Linked DNA regions of Macaca mulatta: region 1 is linked to region 2. A link is a contact called in public Hi-C data. All regions are on one chromosome and are shown on one strand. Each heading gives the region's core, a stretch centred on a gene start, on an enhancer-like site or on the middle of the called end of the contact. The rest is flanking DNA. Distances are from core to core; before and after follow the strand shown. Region 1 overlaps FYN (FYN proto-oncogene, Src family tyrosine kinase). Region 2 holds the start of MFSD4B (major facilitator superfamily domain containing 4B).

Evidence for each region. A called contact is a pair of places that touch in the nucleus more often than the background predicts.
Region 1: a contact with region 2 is called in a Hi-C map of fetal cortex germinal zone, with 3 times the contacts expected there. The contact joins the enhancer-like site here to the promoter of MFSD4B in region 2. A contact is called at or near these places in 2 of 14 Hi-C or Micro-C datasets (fetal cortex germinal zone and fetal cortical plate).

The regions. Positions count from the first base shown.
Region 1 is chr4:16,767,775-16,772,937 of T2T-MMU8v2.0, reverse strand. It overlaps FYN (FYN proto-oncogene, Src family tyrosine kinase), which reads left to right. Exons shown (of 13, transcript XM_028847045.2): 9 at 94-273; 10 at 1,818-1,894; 11 at 1,992-2,145. Among named protein-coding and RNA genes, the nearest start is that of TRAF3IP2, 86 kb to the right of the region's middle. Within about 2 kb of position 3,622, at least 17 of the 40 cell types and tissues checked have an H3K27ac peak or open chromatin away from gene starts, as enhancers often do. A contact at or near this core is called in fetal cortex germinal zone and fetal cortical plate, where this site is marked.
Region 2 is chr4:16,340,918-16,346,541 of T2T-MMU8v2.0, reverse strand. MFSD4B (major facilitator superfamily domain containing 4B) reads right to left here and starts at 3,202. Exons shown (of 4, transcript XM_015137571.3): 1 at 2,803-3,202; 2 at 90-258. The coding sequence starts at 2,853.

The DNA.
Region 1 (5,163 bases), core at 2,373-4,872, 430 kb before region 2:
GTCTAATTTTATGCAAATAGCTGGTGGTCAAAACCCTCTTTTTCCATCAAAAGAAGATCTTTGGTTTGACTTCATGTTCTGGGATGTTTGTAGGTACCTGGAATGGAAACACAAAAGTAGCCATAAAGACTCTCAAACCAGGCACAATGTCCCCCGAATCATTCCTTGAGGAAGCGCAGATCATGAAGAAGCTGAAGCACGACAAGCTGGTCCAGCTCTACGCAGTGGTGTCTGAGGAGCCCATCTACATCGTCACCGAGTATATGAATAAAGGTTGGGCAAAGCCTCTCCTCTCTCCAGCATATAGTGCCTTAAGGGGTTGTTTGAGGGAGAGAAATGGAGGCTTCCTACTTGCTTCTTTTCTAGTTTCTGCCTGGGTCAAGTATTCCCACTAGGAACCACCAGTTAATGCACTCATTAATGAAAACATTTTTAAAAACATACCAACCTTGAGTTTGCCCCGCCCCAAATCCTTGTGAAATGCCAAATGCCTTTTACATGTTATGTGTGTCAGAAATTCAAGCTCCTCTCCATAATTAAAACATTTATTTTTAATATCAGGCGGTACAGAGGGTTATGATAGTTTGCTGTTATTTTGAATGTAGTAGCTTTTGTTGCATTTCCTTTTGGCAGGGCTAAACAATTAATATCAGACACTGCTCTCTAAGCTAAGTTTAGTCTCCATCATTTGAACATCTTATTTTTTTCCAGCTCTCTTCTTAGTCAGATGATGAATTACATGCTTTCACAGACCACATTTATTCTCACATTCTCTCCCCCACAACCCCTCTGTCTTTCTAATCAAACCAGCATTGTTGGGGATAAGACCAGAGATCATTTTGTTTTGGAAAAATAGATGAACCAAACAAGAAACAGTCTTGAAAGGCAATACATTGTACATCAGAGGATACCAGTGTAATTTTTCTTTTCCATGTACTTTCTTTTAAAATATAATGGAAATTTTTTTTCTGGCAAACTGTTTTTTGTCCTTTGTATCCAGGGTTATTTTGTAAATAACTTTGTGATTAAAGCATAAAATATCACTGATGACCATCATAAGCCTCCACCTTCTGCAAATGATTATCCCTGCCTTGTTGTGTTATACTAGTGGCTCTGAAGCTTCCAATGTTTTGTTTCAGATGTCTGATTTAAGGCTTGGCTGGCTATGATCTAATTAAGGGGAACCATCTGCCCCGCCCATATTCTTCAGATTGTCTTTTCTTGATTCAAAATCTGTAAATAAGCTAAGCTACTGAGTCTCAGACTTTACCTTGTATTATTAGAATCACCTGTAGGGCTTCTTAAAACCCAAGTTTCTGGACCCAACCTTCAAAGTTTCTGATTTCCTCGATCTGGGATGGGACCTGAGAATTTGCGTATCTAACAAGTTCCCTTGTGTTGTTGTAGCTGCTAGTCCCAAGACCACAGCTTTGGACCACTCAGCTGGGCTGTATTTTCCCCACATCCATTCTTTGTGCAGGGGTGATTGGAGAATGGGATTGAAGAGGTGCGGTTCTTCATAGGTTCCTCTTTATGACATAAAGGGAGATTGAGTCCCATTTCTTCTAGTTTTATCAAATATATATTGTTATTCCTAGAAATGGAATTAATGCTGTTTGTTTTTAAAAGGTAAAACTGTTACTTCTCCATGCATATACTTTTTTCTACCCTGCTTTTTTATATAAATCTTCCCCCCCCCCATGGATGGCATTATTCCATTTGACTACCTATTACTTTTAATAAGAAAACCAAATACAGCTCTCCATTGGGAATTATCTTTCAAAGTAAATTGAAATGATTTTATGTTTTGTTCATAGGAAGTTTACTGGATTTCTTAAAAGATGGAGAAGGAAGAGCTCTGAAATTACCAAATCTTGTGGACATGGCAGCACAGGTAAGCCCTGCAGGGTAACTTGATGTGCCATAGGTTTAATGACGTGTAAGTACATTGGGTCATGGTGTAACATGTCCTGTTCCCTGGGTTTCCACAGGTGGCTGCAGGAATGGCTTACATCGAGCGCATGAATTATATCCATAGAGATCTGCGATCAGCAAACATTCTAGTGGGGAATGGACTCATATGCAAGATTGCTGATTTCGGATTGGCCCGATTGATCGAAGACAATGAGTACACAGCAAGACAAGGTGGGCACTTGAATGACAATGGCTCGTGATCACAGCCATGAGAACAGTCACTTACCGCATGGCCCTTCCTTCCTCCTTACCTTCCCTTCCTTCAGAAAATACCTGAAATGTCATTCGTCAGCTGGGTTTGGACTCCTTGATCTGGCAGGAATTTGACAGCTCTGCAGGTGGGAGACTGTTGTGGGCCGAGTGGAGGAATGAGATATTGGTTTTTGGTGGGTAGGTGGGTGGGTATTGGTATTTGCTGCTGTGGTCCTCTTGGCTCATGCTGGTCTCCTCACAGCATCTAGGCCTAGGATACTCTGGTTTTGGAGAAAGAAGGCTGGGGAAAGCCAAGGGATCATCAAGTTTTAGTTCATCGTTCAATCAGTCTGTGTCCTAGCAGAAAGCAGAAGGCATGTTCAAATTAGAGAAGTTAAGAAATGAGTTTTTTACAAAGGTATAGGCAGGGTTTCAGAAAGCCAACAGAGCATGGTGCAGTATCTCGGAGCCTGTAACAGCAACAGAACCAAAGCCTCAAAGGCAAGGGGGCAGAGAAGTGGGCACAAGAAGTCAGAATAGGCCACTGCACAGAGAGAGCCTCCTCAGTAGAGAGAAATGGCAGGAATGGATCTGGGGACTCATACCCAACCCCACTCTTTAGCCCACTTCCAGGTCTTCTACCAGACCCAACCAGAAGTACAGGTCACAGGAACTCAGGGATGAATCCTTATGGGTCCAGAGCAGGGAGAGGGAGAGTGGAGAGAGGAGTTAGAAAGACTATAGATGGTAACAGCATAGTTCCTCGAAAATCTCCACCTCCTTTCATCATCCCCTTCATCCCACCCTCTGCAAAAATTTCTATCAATTAGCCTTTAAGTGAAATATATCAATTCAGCAGCCATTCCAGTGAGGCGGCTTTTCGGGTGCTATTAGAGCACCAGATACTAGAAAGGAGTTTTTAGGAATATTTTCTTTGTTTCTGGATACTTACAAAGTAGTCACCAGGTAAAATTGTGGGACTAAGTATGCAGTTTGCAATCGAATATAGGCTCCTCATGTAGAACATAATGTTTATAACTGGAGCGGGGGGAACTTTCATTGTTGGTATTTTTAACCAAAGCCTAGTCATCCCAAGCAAAGCCGAGCAGTGACTGGAATGTATTACAGGGTGGTGCTTTCTACTGCATTTCATAATGGCCACCTCTGGAGTCCTTTTCTTTCTCTTTCTCTTTCTCTTTCTCCTCCTTCTCTTGCCCCTGTTCCTCCTCCTCTTGATTCTTTCATTTCATGCCAATTATCCTCTCCCTTCATTTGACTCTAAGAATGGAAGCATTCTTAGCAGTCTCAAGTGATGAGGAAAAATGTTAAACTAAGACCCTGGCTGCTACCGATACTGTCCAAATGCTGAATTACATGTCGGTCAGACAGCTCAGCTATTTGAATTTCCCCAACACGTGGCAGTTCTTGTCCTGGAGCCAAATGCCCACACAGCAAGCTTGCCCGTGTGTTATACACACACATACACCCCCAGTGCTGGGCCAGATGGCATGCTGTATCTCTAATCAAAGGCGCGCTGCAGCTTTGATTGGCACTGGCCGTCCAGAGAGGAATGTGCATGTGATTTTGAGGCGAGGGAGCCGAGAGGACCTGAGTGCCAGTGGATCTGAGACTTGCCCTGAATGAGGGACTTTATCCTGAGGCAAGTCTGTCAGATCCAGCTCCTTAGACTTGGAAGGAGAGTGGGCGAAGGTTGTGAGACATGAATATTTGATTAAGGAAAGGGCTAGAATAGAGCCGTGTGCTCACCCTTCTGTGTGTGAGTTGAGTTTTTCCCCTTTTCCTGGACTTTGGACTCTCTGGGGTTTGTGGTTAATGCTCATGAACCATGGGTAAATGAGAAGGTTGCCAGGCCAGGAGCCAGAGGACACAGGCAGGGGTGCTGTTAACAGTGTTAACAGGGCCTGGGGGTTTAGTCCACACCTTACTCACTGGAGTGAGGCTCCTCAGGCTGTGGCCCTGGGTGATTGGCACCCTCGCTGATTCCCCTCCCATCAGGCTGCTGCCCTCAGCCTGGCCCCGAACTGTTCCTCTGCATTAGCTGTCCTGATTGCCCTTCTGCCAGCTGCCCAGCTCCACCATCGTGTCCCCAGGTGCCATCAGAGCCCCTTTCAAAAGGCCAACCTTGTAGCCTTGGTACTGCATTTCCTTACTTAATTTCCAAATCTAGGGTCCCATCCTTCCTTCTTCAAACATTTTTCTTCTTTCCTCCCTTTTCCAAACACCTTCAAATCCATGCCAAACACTGGAAAGAAAGAAGGAAGAAGTAAGTGAACTGGAGAACTGAACTGGGCAGGGGGAAAGCGAAGCTTGCGGGGGGTCCCAGGATGTCCAAGGAGAATAAAAGAAATGCTGTCCTGCAGCAGAGGGGTAGGAAGTGGCAGAGCCATTTATCAAATACCTTCCAGGTACCAGGCCGGAGGGGAAACGTGAGGACCAGACAGGGCAACAATAGGAATAGACTCAGAGGGGTTAACTAACTTCTACAAAGTCACACAGCTAGTAAAAGAGCAGAGCCAGGATTTGAATCCAGATATGGCTGGCCCTGTTGCATCTACCATCCTAAGTTATGCTGCCTGCTGCTCATCAAGTCAGTGTTAAAAACAACTGAAAATCAAGCTGGAGAGGATTAGCCATGCATCCCCTTTCCCCTGTATTTCATGGGGCTGTTTTTAAGGAGCACCTTCTAGTGTGCCTGTGTGAGGGAGTTGGAGAGACCTTCCTTTTCCAGCACGGGGACAACCCAGCTGTTCATCACATTCCTCCCGAGGGCCCACCCTGCCCCGGCCGCTTTACGAGGCAGAAAGGGCCTGGTGTGTATCTGCTGGTGTACTCTGCAGATGGCATGTGTGCTGCGTGCTGAAGTTTCTGCGGGGAATTAATCAGCTCCTCCAGACAGCTGGTCCGCGTGCCTAATAATATTTGCAAGTCGGGTTTTATGTTACCCACAGGCCACAGCCATGCTGCATCTTGATTATG
Region 2 (5,624 bases), core at 1,953-4,452:
CATTCTGCATGCTAGTATTTTCATATTTTCAAGGACAACTTGTAAATTCCCCGACAGTCATAAAGAAGCTAAAATTAGCATTTACTTACCCAAAAGTAAAAAGTAATTCATGACATCAACAAGCAATCCACCAATCACAGAGCCACTCAAATATCCAAAGGCACGACCCACAAAAATGAAAGACAGGCTACTGATATTTCGGTTCACGTTTGTTGCCAAATCTTGAAACGTGGGTCCCACGATAGCAACACTCAATCCCTAAAATTTAAAAAGACAAAAGTTTTTACTTATTAAAATAATGTCTGACTATGTGGTAGTTTCTTCCACTATAAAAAAAGGGGTGGAGGGTCTGGGATTTAAAATGTGATATAGGGAATTAGACTACTGTTTTTTCAGTTTTGACTAAAACTCTTTTTTTTTTTAAGTTTTGACACCTCTCAATTTTTAAAACAATTTTTTTTGTTGCAATCCTGTTTCCTTTCTGAACAATACCTTTAAAATACTACTCTGTATTAATAAAATGTATTAAAACTATTCTTGAAATGGTTTCGTATATTTTGAAATACACTACATGCACAAATAAGAATTTGGGTGTTAAAAATTTAAATTGGCTGGGCACGGTGGCTCATGCCTGTAATCTCAGCATTTTGGGAGGCCGAGGCAGGCGGATCACTAGGTCAGGAGTTTGAGACCAGCGTGGCTAACACAGTGAAACCCCATCTCTACTAAAAATACAAAAAATTAGCTGGGCATGGTGGTGGGTGCCTGTAGTCCCAGCGACTTGGGAGGCTGACGCAGGAGAATCGCTTGAACATGGGAGGCAGAGGTTGCAGTGAGCCGAGACTGCAGCACTGCACTCCAGCCTGGGCAACAGAGCAAGACTCTTGTCTCGAAAAAAAAAAAAAAATCATAATTAATTAAATTAAGTCAGGCGTGGTTGCTTACGCCTGTAATCCCAGCAATTTGGGAGGGAGAGGTGGTAGGATTGCTTGAGCTCAGGATTTTGAGAGCAACCTAAGCAACCATCTCTACAAAAATAAAAATAAAAAAATCAGTCAGGCGTGGTGCCACATGCCTGTAGTCCCAGCTACTAGGGAGGCTGAGATGGAAGGATCGCTTAAGCCCTGAGATTGAGACTATAGTTGAGTTCTGACTGAGCCACTGGAAAACATCAAAACATTGATCAAGACATCAAAATATGATTCCTGTTTTTTATGTTGTTAAACAGCAATACTTCTGGATGCACATGGGGTTCTTCCCCTGAACTACACATATAAAACATACAGGAGATAAACAATTTAAATGTTTCAAAATTCACACTTTTCTTCCAAGCCATCAGAATTAGTCAGTAGAGGTTGCTTAGAAAATATTACACGCCCAAATATAGAATGACTCTAACAATAAAACTTCACTCAAAGACAATGCAGGGTCAGCAAGAACTAAGGATTACAGTTGACTTTCAGAGGAAATTCACTGGACACTTAGAGAAAAAAATGTTTCCAATCAGTCTACAATTCCAGAATAACTGATTCTAATTGCCCTGCTCTGCTCTAAATGCATGGGGTGCGCCCCTGCCCAACCCATAACAGTCCAAGACTAAGGACCAACGTGGGCCCAGGTGCACAGCAAGCACCTAGTACTTCGAGAGAAGCCTGAGCACAGAATCTAATCAAAGTAATGTTTTCAAAGGATTCACAACAGGACCTGACAGTCAGTGACAACTCACCAAAAGTCCGAAGTGATTTCTTTCTTCACCCCTCCCCACCGCCCCCAATCAAAATACTCTAAGAAACAATTGTAGCTCAGAGTCCCTGAGATGGTAAGTGACCACAAAAGACTCTTGGGAGGACTCATCCTCTCAACTCCCCCAGGATCATAATTATCAAGTGATAAGGAGGTTTCCGAAAAGTGAATTGAGCGGTGGCCCAGGCATTTGGCAAAAGGCGCTTCTAGGCTTGCCCTTTGCTCCAAGAAAAACATTTAAGAATCTCAAGGTTGGTTTTATTAACAAATAGGACTGTGGGCAGAGTAAGACACGTATTTCTGGCTCTATCACTTAACCAGCTGTGTGATCCAGAAAGTCACTTTCCCCTCCGGGCCTAGTTCCTTATCTGCAAAATTAAGCGGTTGGCTGAATTTGGTTAGACTCCCAGGAAGAAATTCCAGAAAAGTAGTTTTTCTGTGTAATAATTTGGGGGTTGAGTGGGTGGGTGCGCAGAGCAGCGGCCAAAGACCTGGGCAACCCTTCTTGCAACCTTCCCATTCCACCAAGGAGCCGTATGAAGGCTTGCTGGGCCGGGCGCAGTGGCTCACGCCTGTAATACCAGTACTTTGGGAGGCAGAGGCGGGAGGATCACTTGAGGTCAGGAGTTCGAAACCAGCCTGGCCAATATGGCGAAACCCTGTCTCTACTAAAAATACAAAAATTAGCTGGGCTTAGTAGCAGGCGCCTGTAATCCCAGCTACTCGGAAGGCTGACGCAGAAGAATAGCTTGAACCGGGAGGCGGAGGTTGCAGTGAGCCGAGATTGCGCCACTGCACTCCAGCCTGGGCAACAAAGCAAGACTCCCGTCAAAAAAAAAAAAAAAAAAAAAAAAAAAAGCCTTGCTGGAGCTGAAAAACGTATTCAGAAAATCTATTTTGCACTTGACAATAACCCTCCAAGATTAGAATTGTGCCCAATTTCCAGATAATGAAACTGAAGTCCAGACAGATTAGGTAACACGCCTAAGGTCAGTTTTCAAGTGGCGAAGGCGAGACTCGAAGGTCCCGGCCTGGGAGGGTTGCAGAACCGGCTCTCACCAGCCCCAGGAAGGAAGCAAACAGCATGAAGGTGGTGAACCATCGCAGCATGCTCCCGGTGGCACCGCTCTGCCGGGAGACCACCACCACCTCCGGCTCCGGCTCATTCTCCGCCGGGGCCTCCGCCTGCAGGAGCCGCTGCCCCGCAGCCTGGGGCCCGGCCCCACGGAGCTCCACTTCCAACTCCAGCTCGGCGGCTCCGGAGAAGTCGTCTTGCTGCCGCCGTGCTTCTCAGCGGAACCTCTGGAGCTCCGAGACGAGCACCGGCCCCGCCCCGAGGCACGGCTGTCCCTCCGGGCGCCACCTCCCAGCGGACCGCCCCGAGCCGGGGCAGAGAAAGCGAACTTCCGAACTCAGCAGGTGTTCGGATCAACGGACGCTAGCCCTCCAGCAAGCAGGCGCATGCGCGGGTCACGTGGCGGAAATGTGGCCTCTCGCCAACAGGGATCGCGCCTCAAGCCGGAAGTTGATATGGTTGCCTAAGAGACCGGACGTGGCTCTCTAGCCTAGGCATCATACTTAGCTGAGCCCACAGAGGCTGCCGGACTTGCGCCCCATGGCGGAGCGAGCTGAAGCTGCAGCCTGGGACCAGAGAATCAAGAGGTAAAAATGCGCCAAACCACTATGAGGAAAATGGGCCAAGAATTGCACCGTAGCTCCTCGCGCCGGCTCCCCGGTCTCCTGGGGAGGGGAGGGAGCCTGAAGATCTGGTCCTTATACAGCTTTCTGAAATCCCTGAGATCTGTCGATGAGTTGCTCATCTTTCACTCCACAAGTATTTGTTGAACGTCATTCTGTAAGTTATCACGTATATTATCTCAGTTAACCCTCATAACACCCCAAATTCCACGTTATCCCCGTTGTACAGATAGAAAGATTAAGTCATAGAAAATAATTAACAATTTGCCCAAGCTCAGTCATCGAATTAGTGGCCATATATAAACAGTGTAACAGTAGCTCAAGAAAGAAATCGGGATCCAAAGCTGTGGTTTCAAACACAATTCCTGAAATAATTCCAATTCCTGAAATAATTCCATCGTTGTAAAGAAGTGGAGCGTGGCATCGATTTGAGGAATTGTTTCCTTTTGCTCTTTAACAAAGCAGACCACAGCCTCAAAATGTTATATACTTTTCTTTGCCGTCCATTGGAAATGTTCTTTTCCACCTGATTCTTCCAACTTTCATCCACTTAGGCTCCCAGACTACAAAACTGAGTCTCATCATTCCTTGCAACCCATCTCTCCAGACTTACTCATTCAGTCATTAAGTCTTCCCCCCACCTGCACCCCCGCTTTTTTGTTTTGTTTTGTTTTGTTTTTTCTTTTTTGAGACAGAGCCTATGTCGCTCGGGCTGGAGTGCTGTGGCGCTTTTTGGTAGAGACGAGGTTTCACCCTGTCGGCCAGGCTGGTCTTGAACTCCTGACCTCAAGTGATCTGTCTGCCTTGGCCTCCCAAAGTGCTGGGATTACAAGTATGAGCCACCATGCCCCTCCAAGCATTTCTTTTTTCTTTCTTTCTTAACTTTTTTTTTTTTTTGCTCGCTCTGTTGCCCAGGCTGGAGTGCAATGATGCGATCTTGGCTCACTGCAACTTCTGCCTCTTGAGTTCAAGCGATTCTTCTGCCGCAGCCTCCTGAGTAGCTGGGATTTACAGGTGCGCGCCACCATGCCCCGCTAATTTTTGTATTTAGTAGAGACGGGTTTTCACCATGTTGGTCCAGGCTGGTCTTGAACTCCTAACCTCGTGATCCGCCCGCCTCGGTCTCCCAAAGTGCTGGGATTACAGGCGTGGGCCACCGCGCCCAGCCCGCCAAGCATTTATTTTAGAGCAGGTCAGCTGGCATTCCTTCATATGAGAATGTCTTTATTTCACTTTGATTCCCGAAAATATTTTCACTGAAAATAGAGTTCTGGGCTAACGGTTCTTTCCTTTCAGCACAGAAACATGGGATTTTTATTCGAGTTTTAGCTACCCATGCCACCCGACAATTCCCAACTGGGGTCTCCTCAGGACAAACCACAAGAAAAAAAAGCCAGGAAATTCATCCCCTTGCAGGTTTCTAAGTTTTGACTCCCTACCTCAATTCTTTATTTACTTTTCAGAGTCTGCAGGCAGTTGCCATTTGTGTTTTGTCATGAGTCTTTTAGTTGTAATCAGTGAGAGAGGGGCTGAAGTAGACTAATGACGCCAAACCAGGACGTTTTCTACCTATCTGTGGAGAATCCATGTTTTAAAAAAAACAACCAAAAAACAGAAAAAAACAAACAAAACAGAACAAAAAACCTACTTTGGTGTCAGTCTTTTCTGACCTGCCTTTCAGTCTTGACGCTGGTTTAGTTTCACTAATTCCTACTTCGTTGTGCTGCTCCTAAATCTCGTCACAGGTTTTACCTCGTGTTCTTTTAGCACTTATCTTCAGTTCCTTAGTAGATTATAAACTCAATGAGATTGAAACTGTTAGTGTTATATGTCTCTCCCCTAACATTGTATTACATACTTAATAACTATTACCTAACAGAATCGATTTATTACCTAACTGAATTGAGGTTCAGTAAAGCCATTTTAAAATTAAATATTTTAATTCACCCTGACTAAAGGTAAAAAAAGACCTTCTCTAAATGGACAGCTCTACTTTCTGATTCTTCATTCCCCACTTCACTTTTGAAAGCAGCAGGATATTTTTTCCAGTTGCCTCCAGAGGTCACCCACCACCTTCCAGGAAAAAAAAAAAAAAAAGCATAAACTACAGCATTGCTTCATGCAGATTTCTCTTAGATCAATAGTAAGGATCACGTTTTCTCCTGAGAGGCAATTTCAGAGAA